Linked DNA regions of Gossypium hirsutum: regions 2 and 3 are each linked to region 1. A link is a contact called in public Hi-C data. All regions are on one chromosome and are shown on one strand. Each heading gives the region's core, a stretch centred on a gene start, on an enhancer-like site or on the middle of the called end of the contact. The rest is flanking DNA. Distances are from core to core; before and after follow the strand shown.

Region 1 (3,333 bases), core at 366-2,865:
GTGACTGTTGGTCTGGAACTTCATCCAACTTTGAAGAATAAGTTGCAGCTTCTAAAGTACCAGGACACATATCTGAAACTAATGTCTCATGTTCTTTAGTCTTTGATGTATCATCTTCATGAACATCATTAGGAGAATTTAGCAAAAGTGAATTCACACTCTCATAGCAAGATTTATCAATAGCATCACCATCAAAGTTTAATAAAGCATCTGTTTCAGCTAAATCACCACCTGAGATAACAACTGAATTATTAATTTCATAGCCATCTTTTAACATCATATCTGAAGGAACAATATCATTTCCAGATGCACACATTTTCTTACCATCGACATCTTCAGGATGCACAATTTCACCTTCTACGTCCTGGCCTTTATCTAGAGGGCCATCATTTACTGGCATTACAGCTGCTGGAACATCTTCCATTGTTTTCCACAGCGGCATATCTGGTTGTGGCGATGAACATCCCACTGAGAAAGGCTTGATTTCCTCAACACCAGATGGATGCCCAAATTTAACTGAAGCCTCAAAAATGACATGAGGAGACCCGCTAGACACATTATTCTGTTCAAGGTTCTCAACTTTTTCACTAAAGCAATCCTCCTTCAAAGTTACTTTCAGGTCATTGTCTTGTGATCGTTTATCTACACAACCTATCCCTAAATCACAGAATCCAAATTGGTTTTGAACACAATCTTCTCGAGGTTCTACGAGCTCATCATAGCCACCTCTATTTTGCATGCAATCATTGCCATTTGGTGATCCAAGAAAACTAACACCACTCGAGTTCGTCACATGGTAATTACAGGCCCTCTTCCTCATAGCATAATACGATCTTCTAACGCTTTCGAATTTTCTTTTAGCACTTCCATTTTCAACAGAGTTATCACATTTACTTGATTTAGAATATAAATTAGAAGCAGATAATTCAACCTCAATCATACGAGCCGCCGCTTGATCGGAAATAACAGGATCATAAAGCAAAGCACGCCATCGATCTTGTAATTCTTTAACAGTAAACTTCCGTGAAAATCGAACCGCACCTTTTGCTAGTGCTTCCAATGAAGCACCGGACTGTAATTACCAAAATTTAAATTAATCATCAATTTCCACTAACCTTAGGGGTTTTATCTTGTCTCGTTTTAGACTTTTAGGTCAAGGAATGCAAAAGATTCGTTTAGAGAGTGTAAAATAGGAAATTACATTATGAGGAAAATTAGTAAGAGGAAGAAGAAAAGAGGTTACCTCAATGGCGTTCTTTAATAAGAGATCGTCTTCAGGGATCCAAGAGGAAGAAGAAGAAACTGAAGCAGGCAGAGCTGACATGGAATTTGATTTTTTTTTTTTGCTATTTATATATATAACGAAATGCAGTGGTTGGATTTACAAAAATGAATAATGAAAATAGAAATTTTCAAAAAAAAAGGAAAATAATAAAGATTTAACGGTTAACGGTTCATTTTTTTGTTTGGATTGTTGAATTTAGGGATCCGCCATGGAAATGAGGTTTGATTTTTTGTGTGTGTTTGGAGAGGGAGGTCTCTAAAGCTCCTTTCAGTAGTCTTTCGTCAGTCTCAGAAACGGACGGATCAGAAACGAAAACTTTCGAAGACGCGACGTCCCTGGGGGAACGCTCTCACGCGCTTGTGAAATTACTATCATACCAATGTTGCTTTTAAGCCCATCTCCAGATTTAAAAACCCAATCTGGATCTTGAACAAAAAAGGTTCCAAGTCCAGGCCCGGCCAGGTTTAAAACATTATACTCTTCATTGTATTAAAATACTCCAGTGGTACCTCTCTTAAATATAATATAATTCCATTTAAACCCTAAACCCTAAAATTAATAATTCAGTATAACATCTTAACACACCAAAATAATAATAACTTTAGGCTACCCAAATATTGACTACTCAACACAAAATTTTTTATTTCGTCCCTAAATACCTGTGTTCCTTCCGAAAGAATTTGTAAATGAGAGGTCACTATATAAATTCATGGTGGATGTATATGGTCCTTAAATCCAGAACTATCAACAAAAGATTTGTATTTACTGCACTCCACAACAATAAACCACATTAAAACCTTTGAAAATATAATTAGTTATACTTGAAACAAATTGCATTCTGTTCCCAGGTTTCTAGTGCGACGCAAGTGTGCATGTACTGCAAGATTTGTTTAGTTTTAAAACAGCATTTCCAAGCATTAACTTTTTAAAAAACAATTGGTTAGCATTTAAAGAATCAGGCCCCTCGGCCCTCTCTAACTGATTTCTTGGTGAATGACTTGGATGTGACATGGTATGAACATTGGATCTTTTGCTTTATGATTGAATCATTATATTATATTAACTTGAAATGGAATATTTTCTTTTTGATCAGAGGGGTTTTAAGATGGAGGCATATATCCAATAAGCTTAGTTGTAGATGGACCCGAAGAAATTTTAGACCCATTTTTTTGAGTTTAGATATGTTGGAAGATGAAGGAGCAAAGACAGAAGCATGGGGTGGAGATAAAAGGTGTTTAGACTTTTGGTCCAGAGAAGAAGCAACATAATGCTATTTAAAATGTCTGTCGTTTCAAAGACCCGGATGCAGATTTAGGTGGCACTCTTTTTTAAGCTTTAAAGTTGTCTTAAGAGACAAAAAAAATAAATAAATTGGGGACCCTAAACCACAACTGTTCCTATAAATCCACTTTGTTGCAGTAATTAAGTTTCAGAAAGGTCCTAAAAGACCTGAAACTTAATCCTTTCATTGCAGACATAAGATCCACCATGAATTCTTTCACAGGCTCAACAGCGTTTAGCTGAGATACTAACAGGAACTCAGCAAAAGCCTGTTTTGGGACCACATTAATTTATGCCCACAACTCCAAATTAAACTTAATATTATTGCTGCAGATGCCCACTGGTCAGTGGCCACAACGTACGCAGCAGATATCGACATATCCCCCGCACGCACCCTCACCATCTCTTAATGCCAGAATAGAATCCCAGTAGCCTTAAATGAGTTTTTTAGCCCTTCTCTGGGTTTTGCATTTCAACCAAAAATCCTTTTTATTTGCGTAATCATTGATTTCGTTTTCTTTCAGATAACTCCAAACTGCAAACTGCCAAAGCTTTTTCACTCATCTTTACTCCTTTTGCTTTATTATTTTATCCATACCAGGAGATTGGGGTAGGATAATAATTAAGATTTATAATAGAAAATGAAAGTGGGGGTTCCCGGTGGCAATTGCAGTACATAGTCCGATGGATAAAATATGAGCATAAATAAATAAAACTGGGGAGAATTTAGTGATTTCCCCTTCGCATTTTATTCATTTTCCAGTGAT
Region 2 (3,429 bases), core at 306-2,805, 170 kb after region 1:
CTAAGCCTTGTGTAAATGACGGGAAATAGTTTGTGTCACCGAATCTAATTCATGGATGCACATTGGTTTGGTAGATTTTAGAGTACAAATTTTGAGTATTGATAAGTAAGAATAGCGCCCACGACGGGAATTAGTGCATATCTACTAAAGAAAAATAATTCTTCCTCATTTATGTGTGCAAACTTTGGAGCTTTTTGCTAGGAATGCAGCATTTCTTATCATTCATCAGCACTGAAAGGAGATCAAGAATACCAGCATGACAATCTGAGAGAGGCATTAACATGGGATGATGCGCTAGAAAAGGGCATTCAAGAGTTCCAACATCGGCCGTACAACCTTTTCACTTGCAACTGCCATTCGTTTGTAGCAAACAACCTGAACAGGTTAGGCTTTCATTCGGGTGGGTGGAATGTAGTTAACCTTGCTGTTCTCATCTTCCTCAATGGTCGGTGGGTGAACAAAATAGCAGTTTTGCGATCTCACTTGCCATTTGTTGTTGTATCCGGTATTGGACTAGTGTTTGGTGGCACAACATACCTGTCTCTGTTGGCCCTCCTTGTATTCCTTCTTGTTGGTTGGTTCCTTCTCGGTACTTACTGTTTCAAGAACTTGATCTATTTGTAGCTTTTACCAGAAACCAATGCAAAGAATGAAGGGATATGTCAATTTTTGTATGTGACATTGATGGAGTCGATAAAGATGGAATATTTCATTTACAGAGTATAGTTTTAATTTTCAATACTGACAATCTCTTTTAGTGAACGGTGAACCATTTGCAAATCCCAAGTCAAATTGGCTTGTAACATTGAGATATTGTTGTAATATTTTTTATGTATTCAAAATATCTTAAAATTTCTAAAATTTAAGATTTTGATCCATTGATATATGGATTTAATATTATTTGTGATGATGTTTTTTGTTTTAATTATTATCAAACTTTTACCTCATCTTATGTTCACGCTTCTTTTCCATATATTTTAGTGTCATGGATTCATGTTATTTCTCGTGTTGTGTTCATGTTTGTGTTAGTTTCGTGCTTTAAGGGTATTGCAAACTTGTATATAATTTTTCACACCTTAAAAATTCGTTTTGTGTATATTTTAATAACGGGGATGTGTTTATGTTACTCTTTGTGTTGTATTATATTTTTATGTAGTTTTTCATAGTGATTTAATCTAGAAATTCTATCATAGTATCTAGAAATTATATATCTAAATAGAAAAGGTATGGTTTGAAACTAATAATAATAATAATAATAAAGCTTTGGTTGTTGTGTTTAAATTTTAAATAATAATATAAATATAGATTTTTAATGGGCTTGCAAACTTTATATCAATATAATTGACTAGTTCAACAATTCTGTCTAATCTAATGGTTGAACTTGAAACACTAAAGCGTATAAAGACGTAACCGTAAAAATCTGGAAGCTAAAACTAAACGTGTTGAATGGGAATACATATCCGTATGGGTACAACCCTCTTCGTACAATAATGGCAAGATCGTAATTACAACCAAATCTAGGTCTATGGCCCATGGCCAAAACCAAAACCTTTATTTACTTATTTATTTGTAAATAGAGCGGCAGAGAAGACTTATATATTTTTTTAAGCAAACAGAAAAAGCAGAGCTTTGAATATCTAAGCAAAAATGGCAGCAGAGGAAGGTCAAGTAATCAGTTGCCACACCGTTGATTCATGGAAGGAGCAACTTCAAAAGGGAAACCAATCCAAAAAGCTGGTAATTTTATTTTAATGAATCCCTTTCCCCCCCATATATTTAGTGTTAGATTCATGATTATTTTTAATGTTTCAGATAATGTGTCTGATCTGTTTTCGTTTGCTTCATATCATATTATATTTATGATTTGGTTGTTTTATATGTATAAATCTAGATTTTTCTATTTAAAAAATTCCACGATCCGTAAAGTTGAAGCCTCTTAAACACTAAAGCCATTTTCTGTTGATGCTGAAGCTTGCTTCTTCTATTTTTATTTTATTTTAAAAAATTCTCGGTTAATACAATATTAGTTAGTCAATTTCACATGTTAAAACTAGGAAATTTTGATGTGTTTGTTTCTAGGGAAAATTTGTTATAGATTTTGTAACACGTTTCCAATTAAAAGTTCTGAAGGACAGTATGCTGTAGTAACAGAGCAATATGATACATGTGAGTGACATTAATGAAATTTAAGGTTACTAGCTGGTGATGGTGATGACAAATCAATGTCGTATTTTAATGGTGACGTTGATGTTTGTTCTTTGTTTTTTACTCTTCTCCATTAACTTTTTCATCCTTTTTTATAACTTTAGCTTCTTCACAAACGTTATGTGAATTTGTACTTACATGGTAAATGCAGGTGGTGGTTGATTTCACTGCTTCATGGTGTGGACCCTGCCGTTTTATTTCACCCTTTCTGGCTGAACTGGCCAAGAAGTTTCCTAATGTTATGTTTCTTAAGGTGGATGTGGATGAACTGAAGGTAATGCAGATGCACAGTTAGAATCCGCAACTAAGAAGCGAAAATGTCTATCGAATTGTTTGTTTTTTTTCTTCATTTTGTTTTCAGGAGGTTGCTGCTGAATGGGATGTGGATGCTATGCCAACTTTCTTGTTCCTGAAGGAAGGAAAGGCTGTTGAAAAAGTGGTTGGTGCAAAGAAAGAAGAGCTTCAGCAGGCTGTGACAAAACATATGGCTACTGGTAGTACTTCTGCTTGATGGTGATAATTATTAGTGCTATCTTATCATATTTTTGAGGAACTTATTATCATGTACCTCATCTTTGATTTGCTGGTACTTAGCTAAACATCTCTATGTTAAACCCTAAGTTTATTCCTTTATATTTTGAGGTACTTTTATTTCCTTAACTACTATATGATACATAATCATATAAAGTTTGCTTGTTTTCATGGTTGATGTGATTTTGAGCATTTTCATTGCCCTTGAATTGTATGTTACTTCAAGGGTACCTATTCAGAAACTCATTTGATCTGTTTTTGTTCCTGATAACTATTTTCAATCTTCATGGGGCTGACATTGGTTTATTTGATACTTGGGGGGATTTATCAGTAGATAATTTGTCTATATATTGTCAATCTCCTCAAGTCATCTGATAAAAAAATAAATGATCACGCAGTTAGCTTTGATGAATTAGAAGCTTAGGTTTAGATGAAAGTTTTTCATATGTGAAACTTCATTTGGACTTTACTGGGTTGTACAGCTTTGCCAATTTATTTACCTCCTTGGTGACAAGAAGATTGAGATCGGGATACTGGGTTCTACAGCGGTCAAATGTCACCATTGCTGCCTGTTTGGTGGTGTGGGAACTGGGAAACATGGTTTAAGGATAACATTAGAAATTACAGCTGAAAAAGAAGACTTTTGGATTCAGGAACTGCACATAAAACAATGGCCATACTAGGAACCGCTCC
Region 3 (3,236 bases), core at 340-2,839, 180 kb after region 1:
ATTATTTTGTATAACAGAAATGAAACAAATATCAATTTTAAGAAAAAAATAAATATTGATGCGAAACATATATATATATATATATATATATAAAAGGATGTAATTCACTAAGATGTTGTGTTGAGTATATAATTTATAACGGAAGATTTTTTTTGTTTTTGGTGATTTTATTACTGATATATACAAACCCATATCTCAAAGTTAGGACACAGAAAAAGCATTCAACAAGGAAATTAATTAGTCGAAAAGCCTAAAACAAGGGAAAATTTGGCATTACCCCACTCATCTTTCTCACAATGTTGATGTTAGATGAAAGCTAAAAATCATATATCCGGCAAAGTTGGAAGGATTTTACTAACAACGGTCTTTTTTAAATATTGTGCCCTTTAGTTCTTTTTAATCTTTTACCACATGGCTGACACATAAAATGGGAAAAAATTGTCAACAAGTTAATCATTGGTTTTTCACATGAACCCTAATTAAGAATCATGTGATCCCCAAATTTGATTCAATAGGACCGATGTTACAGTTAGTAGTTACATGTCTTTTACCTTTTGCCTGTGCAAACCCATATCCCTTCACACCCAAGACTTACTCGTCATCATATATATATATTAAGGGTCACTTTTTGAGCACATCATTATCCAAGCATGACAGTCTTTGTGTTCTTTTTTCTCTCCAATATATATGTTATGCTTTGAAGGCGGGGACCTAGATTTTGGGTTCTCGTGGCCCATAAATCTCACTTTCTGAAGGCCTTAATTCTTCTCTTCATCAACACTAATTTTCTTTTGTGCTCCCTCAACTTTTGTTTTTGTTATTGTCAAAGTTTATATATATTGGATTCCTTTTCCTTTTTGCACTTTTATCGGTTATGGCGGGCCATTGCTCTTCATTTTCTTTAACGGTAAAAAAGATGGCGCCAGCGCCAATTTCTCTTAACCTGAGGGTATGGGTGCTTTTCTTCACTTTTAATATAAATTAAGGTTAATATGCTATTTGGTACACGTGTTCATTTTTTATATTCAATTTAGTATTTAAGTTATTTTTTTTTATCCCAAGTTGGTACCTAAGTTTGGCTACAATGCTCACTTTGGTACTTACTGTTTTTTTTTTATCTTACATCAATTTGGCTTAAATGTTCAATCCCCCAACTATGTACTTATGCTTTTTTAACTAGAAGATACAATCAAACATTTACCGAATTACATATTTGGTCTAAATACTAAATTCAAGTATGAAATAATAATGATAAGCTTTAGTGGAGTCCTTATCAAAATCAATACCTACATTTGGATGTTAGTGTTTTTGATTTTGAATTTCTCCAAACATACACTTTTTCGACCATCTTTTCTTGATTCTTAATCTCGAATATGTTTGAAGGTTTTCATAGGTTAGGTTGTAGTTGTATTTACAATTAAACCGGTGAAGGGGTAAAGTGGGTTGAAGATGCAAACTCAGCAACAAAGAGAAACTTTAAGGAACCAACCAACAGACAACTGTATTCAATATCCTTGTCTCTCACATCATTGCCTTCAACTTTCATTTTATCCTGTTTAATTTCACACGTCACTCTCTTTCAAAGAAAATAAAAAACTTGAAATGGCCTGGTTGGTTCAGATCAGATCAACCTAATCCCAAACCAAGTTCATGGTATTTACTGAAAAGGCCTCTATGTCAAAGCTGGGTCAAGTGGGCTTTTAGTTGGAAAATTAAAGAAAACGAAAGGGCCTCAATGTCAAAGCTTCAGCCCAATTTCTTCATCTCTTTTCTTCTTCGCTAACCCTGTTTTACAAGCTTACTGCCTCCACTCTGCTCAAACAAAAACAACCCCTTCCTCTTCTTTTGTCCTTTAAACGTAACAATTTCATGATCTAGAAAATGGGATTTGGGGCTTTAAGAAGTATCGTTCGACCACTATGTCGGACTCTCCTACTATCCCAGGCTTCCCCTGCTTCTGGAACTATGTCGACTCTCCCTTCTTATTTGTGCCCAAAATCCTGTTTGAATTCCCTTTTGTGTGGGTCTATTTACCGCCAATCTCCATGGATCTCGATGTCCAATCAGTTGCATAGCTTAACCAATACTCGTTTCCCAAAGAGAAGGCCTCAAGACAAGGCACGCCGAAAAAGAGCCAGCTTGAAACCTCCTGGTACCTCACTTAACATCCCTTCATTTTGTCTTTCAATTTTTAATTAATTTACCTTTTCAGGATTTATTTTTGCGATTTTTTTGTTCCTAACTAGTAGGGTTTATGTGCAATTAGGGTTTTTAGAAAGCATTTTTTTCTCCCCTTAGAATATGCCTAATTTAACAAAAGAAAATACCCAAGTTATTGGTGAAACAAATGGGGAAAAGAACCGGGAAATGCTAATGAATTTAAGAATGCAGGGCCATATGCATGGGTGAAGTATACACCAGGGGAGCCTATTCTTCCAAATAATCCTAATGAAGGGAGTGTCAAAAGAAGGAATGAGAAAAAGAGAATGAGGCTGCGCCGTGCGTTTAAATTGGTTTGTTTTCCATAAATCACATTGAAAATAGTTCTACTGATATGAGGTTCGCATGGCAATCATCAAATTTGTAGTGTGTTTGGTTTTTATGGAATTAAATGGGAACACAATGAGGAAGGAAGTGGCTTATGTTGCATGCATTATCAACCATTTTTCCTTTTAAGTAGAAGTTGCATCCAAATCTCCTATATCCATCTGAGTATAGTAATGCTGACTTGAAATTAATGGTTGGATTTTGAAGCTACAATCTGCTTAACTGGTTACCTTGTCCGATATATTTAGAAGAAATCAAGAAGTTAAATATTTGATAAATGTTGCCTGTAAGTAACCTTTTAGTTAGTCAATAGAGAGTTTGGGGCTTGAAATGAGGAATAGGTTCATCAGTGTGTAAGTTATTGAGAGAAAATTTGTCCTAATACTTGCAACTAGTTTATTTCATGTAAAAACCAGCATTTGATTGCGACTACTTCATTGAAACCTGTCTTCGGTTGGTAATTCATATTTTCAAAATTTGCCTCTACGATTGCTTCCTGAAGGTTGCATGGTTTCACAATTTCATAGGACATGAAATATAATGCACATTTTTTTCTTAACGTCTATATATTTGATTATGGAAAAAACGCTTATCTCTTGCCCTTGGGTTCTACAGGCAGAGGCAAAGAAGAGGAAAGCTCAATTGCAGGAAGCTAATAGGAAGAAGAAGATTAAGCAAGTAGAGCGTAA

Evidence for each region. Hi-C and Micro-C count contacts between places; a contact is called where the count stands out from the background.
Region 2: a Hi-C map of leaf shows a contact between it and region 1, with 3 times the contacts expected there. The contact joins the promoter of LOC107913035 here to the promoter of LOC107913027 in region 1. A contact is called at or near these places in 8 of 34 Hi-C or Micro-C datasets (callus, leaf and seedling).
Region 3: a Hi-C map of leaf shows a contact between it and region 1, with 4 times the contacts expected there. The contact joins the promoter of LOC107913037 here to the promoter of LOC107913027 in region 1. A contact is called at or near these places in 3 of 34 Hi-C or Micro-C datasets (leaf and seedling).

The regions. Positions count from the first base shown.
Region 1 is chrD11:21,501,552-21,504,884 of Gossypium_hirsutum_v2.1, forward strand. It overlaps LOC107913027, which reads right to left and starts at 1,616. Exons shown (of 8, transcript XM_041106482.1): 1 at 1,244-1,616; 2 at 325-1,072; 3 at 1-231. The coding sequence starts at 1,324.
Region 2 is chrD11:21,668,110-21,671,538 of Gossypium_hirsutum_v2.1, forward strand. LOC107913035 (thioredoxin H-type) reads left to right here and starts at 1,556. Exons shown (of 3, transcript XM_016841472.2): 1 at 1,556-1,737; 2 at 2,357-2,479; 3 at 2,567-2,905. The coding sequence starts at 1,648. The coding sequence ends at 2,716. LOC107913034 (protein RTE1-HOMOLOG) reads left to right here. Exons shown (of 3, transcript XM_016841471.2): 3 at 202-739. The coding sequence ends at 624. LOC107913033 (beta-galactosidase 3) reads right to left here. Exons shown (of 19, transcript XM_016841468.2): 19 at 3,365-3,429.
Region 3 is chrD11:21,686,082-21,689,317 of Gossypium_hirsutum_v2.1, forward strand. LOC107913037 reads left to right here and starts at 1,590. Exons shown (of 3, transcript XM_016841474.2): 1 at 1,590-2,152; 2 at 2,392-2,513; 3 at 3,163-3,236. The coding sequence starts at 1,882.